2 separate regions of the Mus musculus genome follow, and region 1 is linked to region 2. Evidence: chromatin contacts called from public HiChIP or PLAC-seq data. All regions are on one chromosome and are shown on one strand. The core of a region is the stretch at or near the end of the contact, and the rest is flanking DNA. Distances in the headings are between cores, read along the strand shown. Region 1 holds the start of Tcf12 (transcription factor 12). Region 2 overlaps Tcf12 (transcription factor 12).

Evidence for each region. HiChIP or PLAC-seq counts read pairs in DNA pulled down with a chosen protein or histone mark.
Region 1: an H3K4me3 HiChIP or PLAC-seq map of the SCID.adh cell line shows a contact between it and region 2, with 32 read pairs. The contact joins the promoter of Tcf12 here to the enhancer-like site in region 2. A contact is called at or near these places in 5 of 39 promoter capture datasets (the 3T3-L1 cell line, 3T3-L1-derived adipocytes, cranial neural crest and 2 more), 1 of 15 datasets of contacts at CTCF or cohesin (CD8 T cells), 3 of 484 Hi-C or Micro-C datasets (Th1 cells, embryonic stem cells and muscle stem cells), 8 of 115 datasets of contacts at active chromatin or transcription factors (CD8 T cells, the SCID.adh cell line, bone marrow-derived macrophages and 4 more) and 3 of 9 other capture datasets (adipose tissue, liver and pancreatic islet).

Annotation. Positions count from the first base shown.
Region 1 is chr9:72,107,691-72,114,538 of GRCm38.p6, reverse strand. Tcf12 (transcription factor 12) reads left to right here and starts at 2,720. Exons shown (of 21, transcript NM_011544.3): 1 at 2,720-2,963; 2 at 3,705-3,801; 3 at 4,791-4,863. The coding sequence starts at 3,727.
Region 2 is chr9:72,072,641-72,079,664 of GRCm38.p6, reverse strand. The region is part of intron 3 of Tcf12 (transcription factor 12); the gene reads left to right. Among named protein-coding and RNA genes, the nearest start is that of Tcf12, 36 kb to the left of the region's middle. Within about 2 kb of position 3,309, at least 34 of the 459 cell types and tissues checked have an H3K27ac peak or open chromatin away from gene starts, as enhancers often do. A contact at or near this core is called in embryonic fibroblasts, where this site is marked.

The DNA of each region.
Region 1 (6,848 bases), core at 1,471-3,970, 35 kb before region 2:
CTCAATAGAATTCTAGCTCTATCCAGCATACTCAATAAATAATGTAATAAGTGCTATAAAGTTCAGATTAAATATTTTTTACATTTATTTACTTTGTGTGTATGTGTGTTAGTGCATGAACAACATACTATAGAATGTACATAGAAGTCCAAGGACAACTTTGGGATTTGGTATCTCCTTCAACCATGTACTTCCTAGGGATAGGACTCAGGTGGGGCCAAGACAAAAAACAAAAGTAAAAACAAAACCAACCAACTAACCAACCCCAAAATTATACAACAACAACAACAACCACCCCCACCCTCAAACCCAAGAAACAAATCAACCCACTTTGGGTTATGCAATATACCCAGCCCTAAAGCTCCACTTTCAATATTGAGTCTTCCATATTTTTCAGGAATAGATTTGGCCCATTATTGATGGGAATATTATTTCTTTATTTAGAAACACACAGATACCATTTGAAAGTATAAAAAATTTCATCCTCTAATTTCAAAATTCTAGCTCTCTTTTAAATAAAGCCACATGTACAGAAATATATTTACATATTAAGTAACTATAATAGAATGACTTGATATAGCTTAAAACAGAAGAAATAAATTCAGGTTACCATCAAGTCTAGTATCCTGGATACAATGCTAGGTGCTTATCAGTACCAACCCACAAGGAACTCACAATCTAATGACAAAACAACACACAAAATAAAATTGAATTTTCCACAATAGATATGAAAACCTTCCCCAGTCAGACTTTCAAAGTGAATCCTCTGATGTCCTCTAAAATAGCTGTGTGAGCAGTATAAGCTGCCTCTCCTTTGCCTTGGAAACAGCATACATCTCGCATGGTTTCATGCCACCCCTTCTTCTTGTAGTAATTATTTATCTCAATCAGGGGTTTCTACTCTGCTTTTGATCATTCAATTCTCAGACAAAAGACACACAACTTTTATATTTATAATGACCCTTTAATGTACTAGATCTGGTCAGATATCTACCTTCTAAGCTATTATGTCTACTTCCCTATCAATAACCCCGAGTTGTAACTTGCCACATTTCATCTGGCTGTCCTTAACTCCAAGTGGCCAGCTCTCATGGCCATGTTTTCATGATTCACCTACCCCATGGTGTGCTCTCTTCTCTCTACCTACTACCCTCTCCTCCTGGTTCCTGACTGGGAACCCCAAGCCCAAGAACCAAAACTCTGCCTATCTCTCTTCTGCTCATAGGCAGTGGGTATCTTTATTCACCAATCAGGGATAACTTGGGGACAAGGTTACCTAAGTGCAGATTCTCTCATCCCTGGGGGCAACCAGGCCAGTAGTTAGTATTACAATGCATAGCAGAAGACCAAACCTCAGCATCTTCCCTAGAGATTGTACCACAGAAATATGGCTTTACCAGTTACCTAATCAAATTTCCTGGTTGTTCTGTGACTGCTTTTTGCCTCACTTTTGTATACACCAAATTACGGATAACCAAACCCTGTTCATTTAATCAATGATGCTAGACTTGGCTCAGAACTGTTTGATTTATATTGGAAACATCATCAAAGATCAGATCTCTCCTTGCGAAGACTTTCTTCTTGTCTGTTTGATTTACTCTGGCTAGATCTTGAGTTTGGAAGATGACATTCATTTTTTTTTTTTATAGCATTTGCAAAAATGTTCTCAAAGACTTCAGCAAATTGCCTATTTGTATGTGGGTTAACCATCCGCTAGTCTTAGTTGGAAACGGGATCGTTATCATTTTTTAGGTGAAATCATGCTACTTTGTTTAGGATGGAGACACACTCCACAAGTTGCCAAAGCATGTATGTACCTAAGTGGGACTGGCTTTGGGGGTGAGTAGGCTACCATTAGTTCTGGAATGGTCTATACGGAGGTCCCACATATAAACCTTAATTTGCTTCTCTGGTTGGACAGCTCTGGTTGCAGTAAGTACAGCAATGGCACATTTAACTATCTTCTTTATATGAACTTCTGAGGCCAACGGCTCCTTCTTACAGTCAGGATACTCAAGAGTTGGCCACTGTCTTCAATTCGTTTCTTTGGATGCTTGTCTCGAGTGTTTCTTCTGCTTGGGCCTGGCTGGTCTTCTCTGTGCTCGCAGACCTCAACACAATCACCTTAGCTTCCCCTCAAGTAAACCTTAACTTCCAAGGCCGAATTTTTCCCCTTTTTCTTTGGGGCTTCTTCAGGCCAAGTTCGGAACTTGCTCATCAAGACTTAACTTCCTGGGGCTGTCTCTCTGGTTACAGCAAAGGCCAGGCGCAATCCTTTCCCAGAACTTGGTGTTGCAGCGCGGGGCTCAGGTGGGACGGCACGCTCAGGTGAGCAAGCTGATGAGCGCGGCGTGAGGGGCTTTGCGCTTTTCCCACAGAGTCCGCCCACCACAGCTGCGGCTCCACAGCCGGCCTCGCCTCCCGCGTCCGGCGTGGCTGAGCTCCGGAATGGCTGCGGGTGGCAGATCCAGATGCTGCCCAGCTGCGTCCCCGTCGCGGCACTTCGGGGCGCAGTGAGCTTGAGGAGACGGCCGCCGCCCGCCGTGGGCTTTGTCCGTCCGCCGCTCCGCCCCGCCCCGTGCCTCCCCGCCCCCTCCGCGGTCCCACTTCCTCGGCGCGGGAGGCGGGAGCGCGCCGGGCAGCGAGGGGTTAAGCCGACGCGCTTGAGGCGCGGAGGGATCCGGAGGCGAGCGGAGCTCGGTGCTGAGGCCGCCTCAGCGGAAAAAAAAAAAAATGTCCGCCTGAGGAGACCCACAAGTTCTATCGGGGGGACAGCCAGCCCGCCCGGGGAGCCACGGGCGGCTAAGCCCGAGAGCCGCCCGAGTCGCGCCGACTCAAGCACTCGCGGGGGCCCGAGGCAACGCAGCCGCCGGCGGCGCGTGGGGAGGGGGAAAGCCTGAGCCCGCGCTCCCGGCCAAAGTGAACTTTAATCGGGAAGGTTGGATGCGGAGCCCGGGCGGCAGGTAACCGCGGGCGGCGGGCGGGACGTGCGGAACTCAGGTCCCTTTGTACGGCGCGGAGCCCGGGGCCGCGTCCAAGTTGCGGCGCGCGGCGGGGCGGAGGCGCGAGCTGCGGGGTCCAGGCCCGGGCAGCGGCGCTCGGCCTGCGCGGCGCTCGGGGCTCGGCGCTCGGGGCCGGGGAGCCGCCGAGCCCGCCTCATTGTTCCGCGAGTCCGGGGCAGGGCGGCCCAAGTGGGAGGTGGAGGCCGGGCGGGAGTTTGCGGGGCGCGGACGCGCGTGGGGCGCTCTCAACCAAGCCGGGGACCCCCGCTGGGGACGTCCGGGCCGCAGACGCGGGCCTGCGAGCGGCGCGCTCCCCGCAACTTGTCAGCTCTATTGTTGCTGAGCGAGTGAGTCACTTGGTCTCCGGGTCGCCGCCGCTTTCTCGCTCCCTCGCTGGGCGCGGGCTCGCTCCGTACTCCTCCCCGGGGGCACCCCGAAGCCGAGCCACCTTGGAAACTTGCGGGAGCCACGGAGCCACGCGTGGGCTCCCGTGTCGGAGCGGCTTCCGTCACTGTCCTTCGGGTATGCGTGGGGATCTGGCGTGTCGCTCGGCGCCCCCCACCCCGAGCGCTGCCTCTCTCTCTCTCTCTCTCTCTCTCTCTCTCTCTCTCTCTCTCTCTCTCTCTCTCTCTCTCTCCCTCTCTCTCCTTCTCACGTCGAGCGTCCGGGTGTCCGCGGCTCAGCCTGTCTTCTCTGCCTTAGGACCTGCTAGAAGTGGCTGAAGATGAATCCCCAGCAGCAGCGCATGGCCGCGATAGGGACCGACAAGGAGCTGAGCGACCTGCTGGACTTCAGTGCGGTATGAGAGCTTTCCTCCGCATCTTGGGGTTCTGCTGAGGTTTCCCGAGATCGGGAGCAAGAGAGAAAAGGGGGGAAAGCGACATGGCAGCGGGCAACTCCATCTGCTTTTCAGCGCTAGTTCTCAGGGCTGGAGTCCAGCTCCCCCAAGTTGGACACCTGAACTTTGATGTAATGTCTAGACTTGCAGATTTCAAACTTTAATGCCAGAGGGGTCATTTGATTTAACTAGTTAAAAGAAGAACAATGTAATCATGAGCTCTGGTTGAGTCACTCCCTTCTGATAATTATTAGAGATTTTAGACTTTATATGAAAGAAAAAAAATATTTTTTTTCCTGAAGACTTCTCAGCATTTCCCTCCCCACGACTTCATTTAGCCTGTGGTACCTGAGAGATGCCAGCTTCAAAAAAGCCAACCCCAGCGCTAGAATTCCCAGCCTTGTGAGCTGACTGCTTTAAGTATACATATGCCGTCTGCATATGTAATATGGAAAATGATTTAAAAATAAAAGGTGAAGCTATAGAGCCCATTGCCCTTATTTCTTACTAATGGATTGAATTTCAACGTTAACTGCTCCTAGAAGGCAGGGCCAATACCTGCTGTATTAGAACTGTTATTATCTTTCCTGTATGTGGTAATTTCATCGGACATGATTCTGATTGCAAGTGCTTATTAAGTAATGTTAATGTAATGAGAATCACTTAGGGCCAAAGTGAAGATCATGGGTAAAAATTTACTGTTTAAACTTAATTATCTTGTAATCTTGCCTGTGGCTGGGTTTTCATAGCAAATGTCACCGGTTCTCTCAAGCAATATTAGTAAATAATATCACTTGTTATTGCCAGCCTTGGTCTGAATGGGTCTTCCATTTTTATTTCAAATTCTCTATGAAAATTAGGAACCTAATTGATGACACTTGGTGAACTTTTCTTTGCAAGGAATATAGAAGAATTTTAAGATTAATAGGTACATTTGGGTTATTTTGCAGATGTTTTCTCCACCTGTTAATAGTGGGAAAACGAGACCAACAACACTGGGAAGTAGTCAGTTCAGCGGGTCAGGTAAGACGATGTTGAAAATCAGAAATTTCTATTTCAGAGCACTGACATATTTTAGTAGAAAAGTCTATAAAGCATTTTAGTGCCTGCCACACCATTTTTTTACACTGTCCGGTTACAATTATAAACTACTAGCGCCTCAAACTTGGAGAGTTGTTCTGAAGATTGCTTGGATGTTTTAAAGAATTTTAGCATGGACTTAAAGTTGCTCTTTTTGTGAATGTTAAGATTGAAAATTGTCTTGAGCATGATGGATTGTGTCATGACTGTATTTAGAAAAGTGCTTGAAGAAAGCTTTGTGGTTCACGGGTGTTCCTTTTATATATGCAGACATTTAATATATCTTCAGATCATTAGTGTTATTAAATCCTAGGCTCTAAAATGGATAAAAGTATTGTTTAATCTATGTGCATAAAAAGTAGAATTGAGTCAAACAATAATTAATAAGTTGTATTTATTTTAAAAAATGGGTTTTACACTGTAGGAAATAAGTAATTTTGTGGATATTAATTTAAAATGATAATTCTATATTAAAATAAGGTCTTATTTTAAATGACATAGGGCCAAATTTTTGTCCTGTAATCAAATTATATTAGGATATTTTTTAAAGTTAGATTCCTAAGCAATATTATTAATGTTAAATTTGCTTGCTTTTGGTAAACTATGTCATATTACTAAATAGTGTCCCACTTTAAAAAAAAAAACTTACAATTTAAAAGTAAGTATTCCAGAGCAGGGATACAGAAGTTTAATTTGTTTCATTTCAACTTATTCTTCAGTGTCCAAGAGATGGGGAGAAGAGCATTGAGAGCATGGTCCTGAGAAAACTGGCTGTAGTGTGTCTGGGCAGGAGCCGCTCAGTCACTGCTCACTAGAGCAGTGCTTCTCGTTTACCCTAGCAAAATCATAGCTGCTTTCCAGAGGGCTGTGAGAGCAGAAAGCCTGGAAATTAGCTTAATTTTATAACTGGCTTAACATTTTATTCTACTTCTACTTCATGTTTAGAAAAATGTTTCTGTTGAAAATCACACATCAGTTTAGCTGAACTCCATTTTTAACTATGACACTGAAGCATGTCATTTAACAAATCAAAGAGGAAAATAAAAGCAATTTGATTGCATGTAACCTAAAGGCTAGTTGTAGTGTTCTTGAGGAAATACTCGCCAGAGTCCAGCTCTTCCACCATCTCTCCTTTTGCTGGTAATCACTGGAACATTTCTGCTTTTTAGGAAAGAGGTAGAAAATTATTTGTAAAGAAGTGGCTGTATGCCATACCTCTCTTAGCATTTAGAGGACTTCTTGATTTTACAACTACTAAGAGTTTGTTGTCACAAACTTTTAGATTTACCTATTGTAAGACATAATAGGCGGGCGCCTGGTGTGTTCTGTGACTCTTGATTGCTATTTTATACTGTTAGCTTCCAATCAAGTTGTGGAAAACATATTTACCTGGGCATTGATCAGGACAGGAGCACTAGAAACTTGCTGAGAGAATGCAATTGACTTATTTTTAGATATTAAGAATGACTTCTGATAGGAAACCTTCTGGTGGACTGCAGGCATGGCACTGGCATTGCCAGCACTCTGCAGGGCTGGGTCTCACAAATATTTGTCATACAAGTTACACTCATTTTTCTGGATTACGATGTGTTTGGACTTAAGAATCTATATTCTGTGGACATAGCAGTATTTAGCTGTGGGGTTTGTTTCAAAAGAATTATAACATAAAGCTCTTCAGTAGTTAATGAGACTTAAATTTTGAGATGAGAAAATTGCACGAGGTTATTTTACAGCAAAATACCCAATGGGTACAGCTTCTCCATAGCCTTTCTTATTTCAAAGTGGATGTTTAAAAGAAATTGGCACAATAATATTCTGTGTATGTACTATGTGTGTATCTTCTAGACATTTGATTAACCTATGATGATTCCAAAGGATACTTGTAACATACTCTAGTTTTATTGATGTGCAACATATAGGAAGGATCT
Region 2 (7,024 bases), core at 2,060-4,559:
GGTTGTAAGATAAAAACAGTCTGAGATGCTGTGCATGTGAATACTGGATATGTAGTGAAGTGTTTTTGTTAACTTTTCTAGTTGTGACTGTTGTAGTTACTTTTAAAACAGTTGTGGAGAAGCACTATTTGAAGTTGTCATCAGTGATTTAGTGAAGGGTCTCTTCTGAAGAAGAGACCATGGACAATAGCCCATACAATTTACAGTCTGTTTCTGTAAGTGAAGGTTTACTGGATCACAGCCATGCCTGCTTGTTTATATGTGGCTTGTGGTTTTGGTAATACAGAGTTGGAGATACATAATTGGGGCACAAACACTTTGCAGAAAGCCCTAAAATAATACTTTCTGGAGCACTACAAAAACTTGCTGACTCCTGATACAGATGAAATGTAGGATCATGAGTTGACAATAGTTAAAGCTATTTGTTTTATTTATTTTTTCATAAAATATTAAAGTTTAACCTAGGAAAACCTAAGGAACATTTTGTTTCTTACAAGTTTTAAACGAATAACAACGAGATGCTAACAGTTTTTAAATCAAGGTAATGAGTTTATGAAGTTCCTTATTTTGTTCTTACTTATTTGGCTGAATGTTTGTAATTTTAAAGCTAAGCTATATCATGTTATGAATCACTGTCCAAGTAGGAAAGCTTTTGCCATCTGACAGCAAAGTGCAAGCTTTGATATTTAAACCATAAGAAGCTTCTATAAATCATCAAAAATATGACTGTTAGAAAAATTTGGAAAGAATATGTAGTATTTGTCATAGAAAGCCAACTGGCTAAGGTGCGAAGAGGAAAAATGGTAAAAATTAGCACAATTAAAAATGGTTAATTAAGGGCTGGAGAGATGGCTCAGTGCTTAAGAGCACTGGCTGCTCTTCCAGAGGTCCTGAGTTCAAATCCCAGCAACCACATGGTGGCTCACAACCATCTGTAATGGGATTGGATGCCCTCTTCTGGTGTGTCTGAAGACATTCAATAAACAAATATTTTAAAAAACTGCTGTTTCTAAAAAAAGTGCTCAATTAAAAACTTGAACACTTTGTAGTTTGTTGTTTTGTGTTGCTTGGCTGCTAAAATTTTTTTGAGTAATTGAGGTTGGTTTGTAAAATTCAACAATAGGTAATAGTAACCAAGCTTATTGGTAACTGTCAGTGAAGTTTCTGCTGCATGTGTGTGCTTACTTTCATGCTTGCTGTTACTGGATGTCTGTATAGAGATTGTCTAAGTAGTTTGTGCATCATGGTTACTCAGAGGCTGCGGCACTCTGTCACTAGGGTTTTTGATTTATGGAGTTTCAGGTGAGGCAGAGAATTGACTATGTTTCTTGATAAGTTTCTCCATGATCGTTTGTTGTGGTCTGAAAGGACAACACAATGATAATCACTGCCTAGTAATTAGGAGAATGACAGAATAAATCCCGCGCACCCTTATGACTCAGGTCTGTCTTTGATACATAGAGATCCTTTACCATTTGGCCATGACCACTTGTGTATGGATTTAAAGAAGGCATTGTTTAAAGAAACTTTTGAGAACCTTCAGTCTTATGTTTGTTAACGTGAATAACATTGACTCATAGATAATAATTCTGAATAAAAGTGGCTGCTTTATATGCTATACTATTTATATTGATCAAAACCATGGTAACTGAAATTATACAAATAGATATTTAAAAATTGGTCCTACTTATAGAATTAAATACATGAAACTAGTTTTGGTAAAATTATGTTTAGGAGTCAAGTAATGGAATCAGTTGTGGTTTAGAAATCTTATAGTTCTTGCTTATTTAAGTAACCTTTTCTTTTTAATACCCAACAATACTAATTAAATATTAAAAATAAAATATGTTGTCTATTCCCATTAAGAATAGTGTTCCCTTAGGCTTCATTGGGCCTTCAGGAAACATAGGCCAGTACTGCTTGATAGACTTTTTCCATTGATGAAGAGCTGTTTTAAAGTCTGTCTGTCAAATAAATGTTGCTGTTGAGTGCATGAAATGTCACTAATGTGACTGAACTGAATTTTAATTATTTAAAATTTTTGTTTGACTAGGCACACTTGGCTGGAGGCCACCTCATTGGACAGCTAGGCAGTTTACAACATGACTTACATCTTGGGTTGTTAATATATTAATGCCTCTTAAAAAGAATATGCAGTGTTTGGTTGGGTGATGTTTTATTTCGGTCACTCAGTTTTGATTGTTGTCTTGTTTGCTTTGACTAATACTTTTTAGTGATAGCATTTTAATTTACTTTCTTATGCTGTATATGCTAAAATCTCTTTAGGGTCAGCTGATACTGGATCAAAATTTATTGTCAGGAATGCCTAGATTTCACTAATTTTTTTCTTGAAATTGTCATATAATTCTTTTTTTGTATGTCAGATTTTTTCATTTCTCTTGAATTTTTTTTTAAAAATAATTCTTTCACTGATCTGTACTTTTCTTTCTTTCCTCCTTTCTTCTTCCATTTCTCTCTGCTCCTTTCCCTTCCCTCTCCCCTAGTCTTCCTGCTCCTCTACTCCTCACCACTCTGCTTCCCTTCCCTCTTCTTCCTCTCCCTCCCCGTGTGCTAGGTAAGTGTTTTATAATTGATCTATTCTTTTATATACTGAGTTAACCCTAACCCTTTTAGTAATAATTTTATTTTGAGCAAAATTTTGCTAAGTTTCCCAGTCTGATATCAGACTTGTAATCCGAGATGGGAATATAGACGTTTGCCACCACAGCTGCCTGTCATTGACTTTTTGAGCTTCCCAATTAGACTCTCTCTCTAATTTTTTAAAGAATTGATTTAGCTTTTATCTTGAGTCATTTAGTATTGCTTGCTTGCTGCTTTGAACCTTGCATTCCTGAGAGCCAGGGAATAATAGAGGAAATACATACATGCTCAGAAAGTAGGAGAGGCAAGCATTCTGTTGTGAGCATATTTGGAAGTGTTTTTAGGAGACATAAGCTGTAGCAATGGGAGTAGGAAAGTATGTCAACAGGAAAAACAGTGACCAGTCAAAGACATTTATGGTTCTTCATGCTAGTGTAGCATTCCTTTACCAGCTCAGCCATCTCTCAGGTTCCTACAGTCTCTTGATAAGGTACTTATGTGTCTGCCTTTTATTCCTGCTCTTTTTTATTCAGACTTTTAAAATGTCTTAGTTTGTCCAACCAAATACAGAGATTCTCCAGTCTAAGAAGCATTTCTGGGTTAGCATTCTTACTGTAACATTCAAGCATTTGGTGACTAATGACTTAATGATTTGACTAGTTTCAGGATGATCACCTAAGCATGTCTCATCCAGTTGCTGGGGTTATGAAAGTGTTCATTTGTAACAAATAGAAACATGATTGCTTAGGTATGCTCATTCAACCAGACTGTGAGTGGCTTTTGTACCAGGAGGCATTCTTCAGAAATAGCTAAATGGGTTCTCAGTGCCATTGGTTCCATTACTTTCATTTTCATTAATAGCTAGCCCTTTTTTTGAGTACTTATAAATAAATATACAATGTTGTAGAGCAATGCTTTGTAGATGACTAGAAAGTAGGTATATTGTTGTTTCTAAGGAGTTCATAGTCTGAGCAACAGGAGCCATGTGCAGCAGCAGTGTATTATTATAGTGATAAGTAATTCTGATGTAAGCAGATGGCTTAATAGTCGAACCATTTAAGGGCTCAGAGCTGTATGTCCATCCCTCAGACAAACTTTGTGGCTTTGAGTCAGTTTTATAAAATAAGTTAGTAAGTAAGTAAGTAAGTAAATAAATAAATAAATAAATGTAATTCTTTAAAAGGAGAATGGCATGGAGCTTTTTGGTAATCATGTCTGGAATAAAAATTTGAATGAATAGCAAAAATACTGTGGTTGTATTGGTTGATAATTCACTGATGTTCTAATGTATAGCAGACCCATAGTTTATGAAGATTGTTTTTCTGTTCTTCCACCTAGAATGATCATCTTTTCTTAAGACCTGATCTTGTTTTGTTTTTATGTAGATAAGAATTTTGGTTTTGTTTTCTGCTGTATTGCCTCCTTTAAAACTGCTCATGTAATAGAATATTTGACTTTTTGGTGGTGCTTGTATTCATTCTTTCATTTTTCTGTATTTTAAAGTTTCTCTGAATTTAATTACAATTGGACTTTGCTACAGATATTTGAAGCAAGAATTTTATCTGTTTTCTTTACATACATTATTTGTAAATAGTTGGGTTTATTTTAAAGTTTTGCACTGTTGAAAAATCTGTACTAATACAACTTTATATCAGCAATGTCATAATATTTAAGTGATTAATCTCTAGAATAAATATGTTACTTGTGTGAACATGAACAAAAAAGTTAAACTTTTCAATTATATATTTTGTATAGAAGTCACTTTGCTTCTTTGAAGTTAATTTTGTTAGTGTATCTGAAAATGATGACAATTTTGTTTCCTAGTTAAGCAGGCACATGCTTTTGGCCAGGAGTCATTTCATATTAAATATTCAGTTACACTGGGATGTCAGGGTGAGTGCCTACTTTGTTTTTAATTGGCACTTTCATTAAGATAGCCATCATCCAAGGCAGCTCTTCAGAAAGGCAATTGACAGGATATAACTGTTCGTGTGGTGATTTGGAAGACAGCATTTGTATTTTCAGATTTTATTTTCACTATTTTAAAAACATTATGTGCTACAGACAGACACAGGAACAAGCACATACACCCCAAATTAGAAAATATCAAAGATAAGATTAAGCCACCATGTTCCTGCTTCATATAAGATGGCACCATTAATGCTTTAGTGTATATCTTTTCAAATGTATGTGTATGTATACTTGTGTTTCTTTACCAGAATTATAACATACTACTGTTGTTATACTAACATAACTACCAGATACTACTTAGTATCTGGTTTTTGTTTTTTGAAGACAGGATCTCAGTATTTCTTGACTGGCCTGTAACTCACAGAGATTCACTTGCCTCTGTCTCCTAGGTGCTGGGATTAAAGATTACTCCACCCCTCTTACTTTACTTGTTTTATTTGTTTTGTTTTGTTGTTGTTGTTTTTTTTAATTAGGTATTTATTTCATTTACATTTCCAATGCTATCCCAAAAGTTCCCCACATGCTCCCCCACCCACCCACTCCCACTTCTTGGCCCTGGCATTCCCCTGTACTGAGGCAGATAGTGTTTGCATGACCAATGGGCCTCTCTTTCCACTGATGGCCGACTAGGCCATCTTCTGGTTCATATGCAGCTAGAGACACGAGCTCTGGGGAGTACTGGGTAGTTCATATTGTTGTTCCACCTATAGGGTTGCAGATCCCTTTAGCTCCTTGTGTACTTTCTCTAGCTCCTCCGTTGGGGGCCCTGTGATCCATCCAATAGCTGACTGCGAGCATCCACTTCTGGGTTTGCTAGGCCCCGGCATAGTCTCACAAGAGACAGCTATATCTGGGTCCTTTCAGCAAAATCTTGCTAGTGTATGCAATGGTGTCAGCGTTTGGAAGCTGATTATGGGATGGATCCCCGGATGTTGCAGTCTCTAGATGGTCCATCCTTTCGTCTCAGCTCCAAACTGTGTCTTTGTAACTCCTTCCATGGGTGTTTTGTTCCCAATTCTAAGAAGGGGCAAAGTATCCACACTTTGGTCTTCGTTCTTCTTGAGTTTCATGTGTTTAGCAAATTATATCTTATATCTTGGTTATTCTAAGTTTCTGGGCTAATATCCACTTACCAGTGAGTATATATTGTGTGAGTTCTTTTGTGATTGGGTTACCTCTCTCAGGATGATGCCTTCCAGGTCCATCCATTTGCCTAGAAATTTCATAAATTCATTCTTTTTAATAGCTCAGTAGTACTCCATTGTGTAAATGTACCATATTTTCTGTATCCATTCCTCTGTTGAGAGGCATCTGGGTTCTTTCCAGCTTCTGGCTATTATAAATAAGGCTGCTATGAACATAGTGGAGCATGTGTCCTTCTTACCAGTTGGAACATCTTCTGGATATATGCCCAGGAGAGGTATTGCGGGATCCTCCGGTAGTACTATGTCCAATTTTCTGAGGAACCGCCAGACTGATTTCCAGAAAGCTACCAATTTCTGCTTTTCTATGCCAACAGATTTTCATCTTATATATACCGCTGCCAAAACTTAAACATTGTATTAGTCACGTTTTTCATTACCGAGACAAAAATTCCTAAGAGAAACAAAGTGAGGAATTTATATTGGCTCTTTTGGGAGGGTCCACTCCATCAAGGTGGTGGAATCTTGGCAGAATCAGCTGCCATCTTCTTGTTCATATGCATCATACCTTGACAGATCAGGAAGCTGAGAACCACAGGGTCAGCCCTTAAAGGCACAGTGATCCACTTCTACCAAAGTCCCCACCTCAGTCAGGTTCTACACACTTTGCCAAGTGGTGCCTCCAGCTGTAGAACAACTGCTCAAACACGTTTGAGTGTGAGGGAGCTGTTTACATTTATGTTGTCAGTTTTCTGAGGTTCGCATTTGCAATTGTTCTGTTTAAGCATTCCTTGATGACTTGTGGCATTTAATAATACCACTCTAAAGCTGTTTATCTCTGACATGTCTCCTGCTCATGACAATGACATTAGGTTTTTTTTTTGTGTGTGTGTGTGTGTTTTACTGCATATGCCTGTGTTTTGGGGATGTTGACAGAGGCAGATTTGTTTAGTTGCCTCCCATTGGTGTCATTTAGCTCATTTTTGTATGTCTTAAAGTTTAATAAGCAGTTAAAATATGTATTGTCCCTGCTGTAATAACCTCTCAACCTAACAGTGTGATAATTGTAAATGTTTAACAATTTTAGCCTGTGTCTTATGTAAAAACTGGAAGAGAAATAAAGGAGCAGATGTGTGTGTGTGCTCACCTTTGTGTGGAGGTCAGCAGACAACCTTGAGCATCATTCCTTAGGTGCCATCCATGTTTTGTTTCTGAGACAGAATCTCACGTTGGCTGGAGCTTATCAAGTAGGCGAGGCAGGATGATTGGAACTAAAAGCTGTGTCACTATGCCATTCTATCTATCTATCT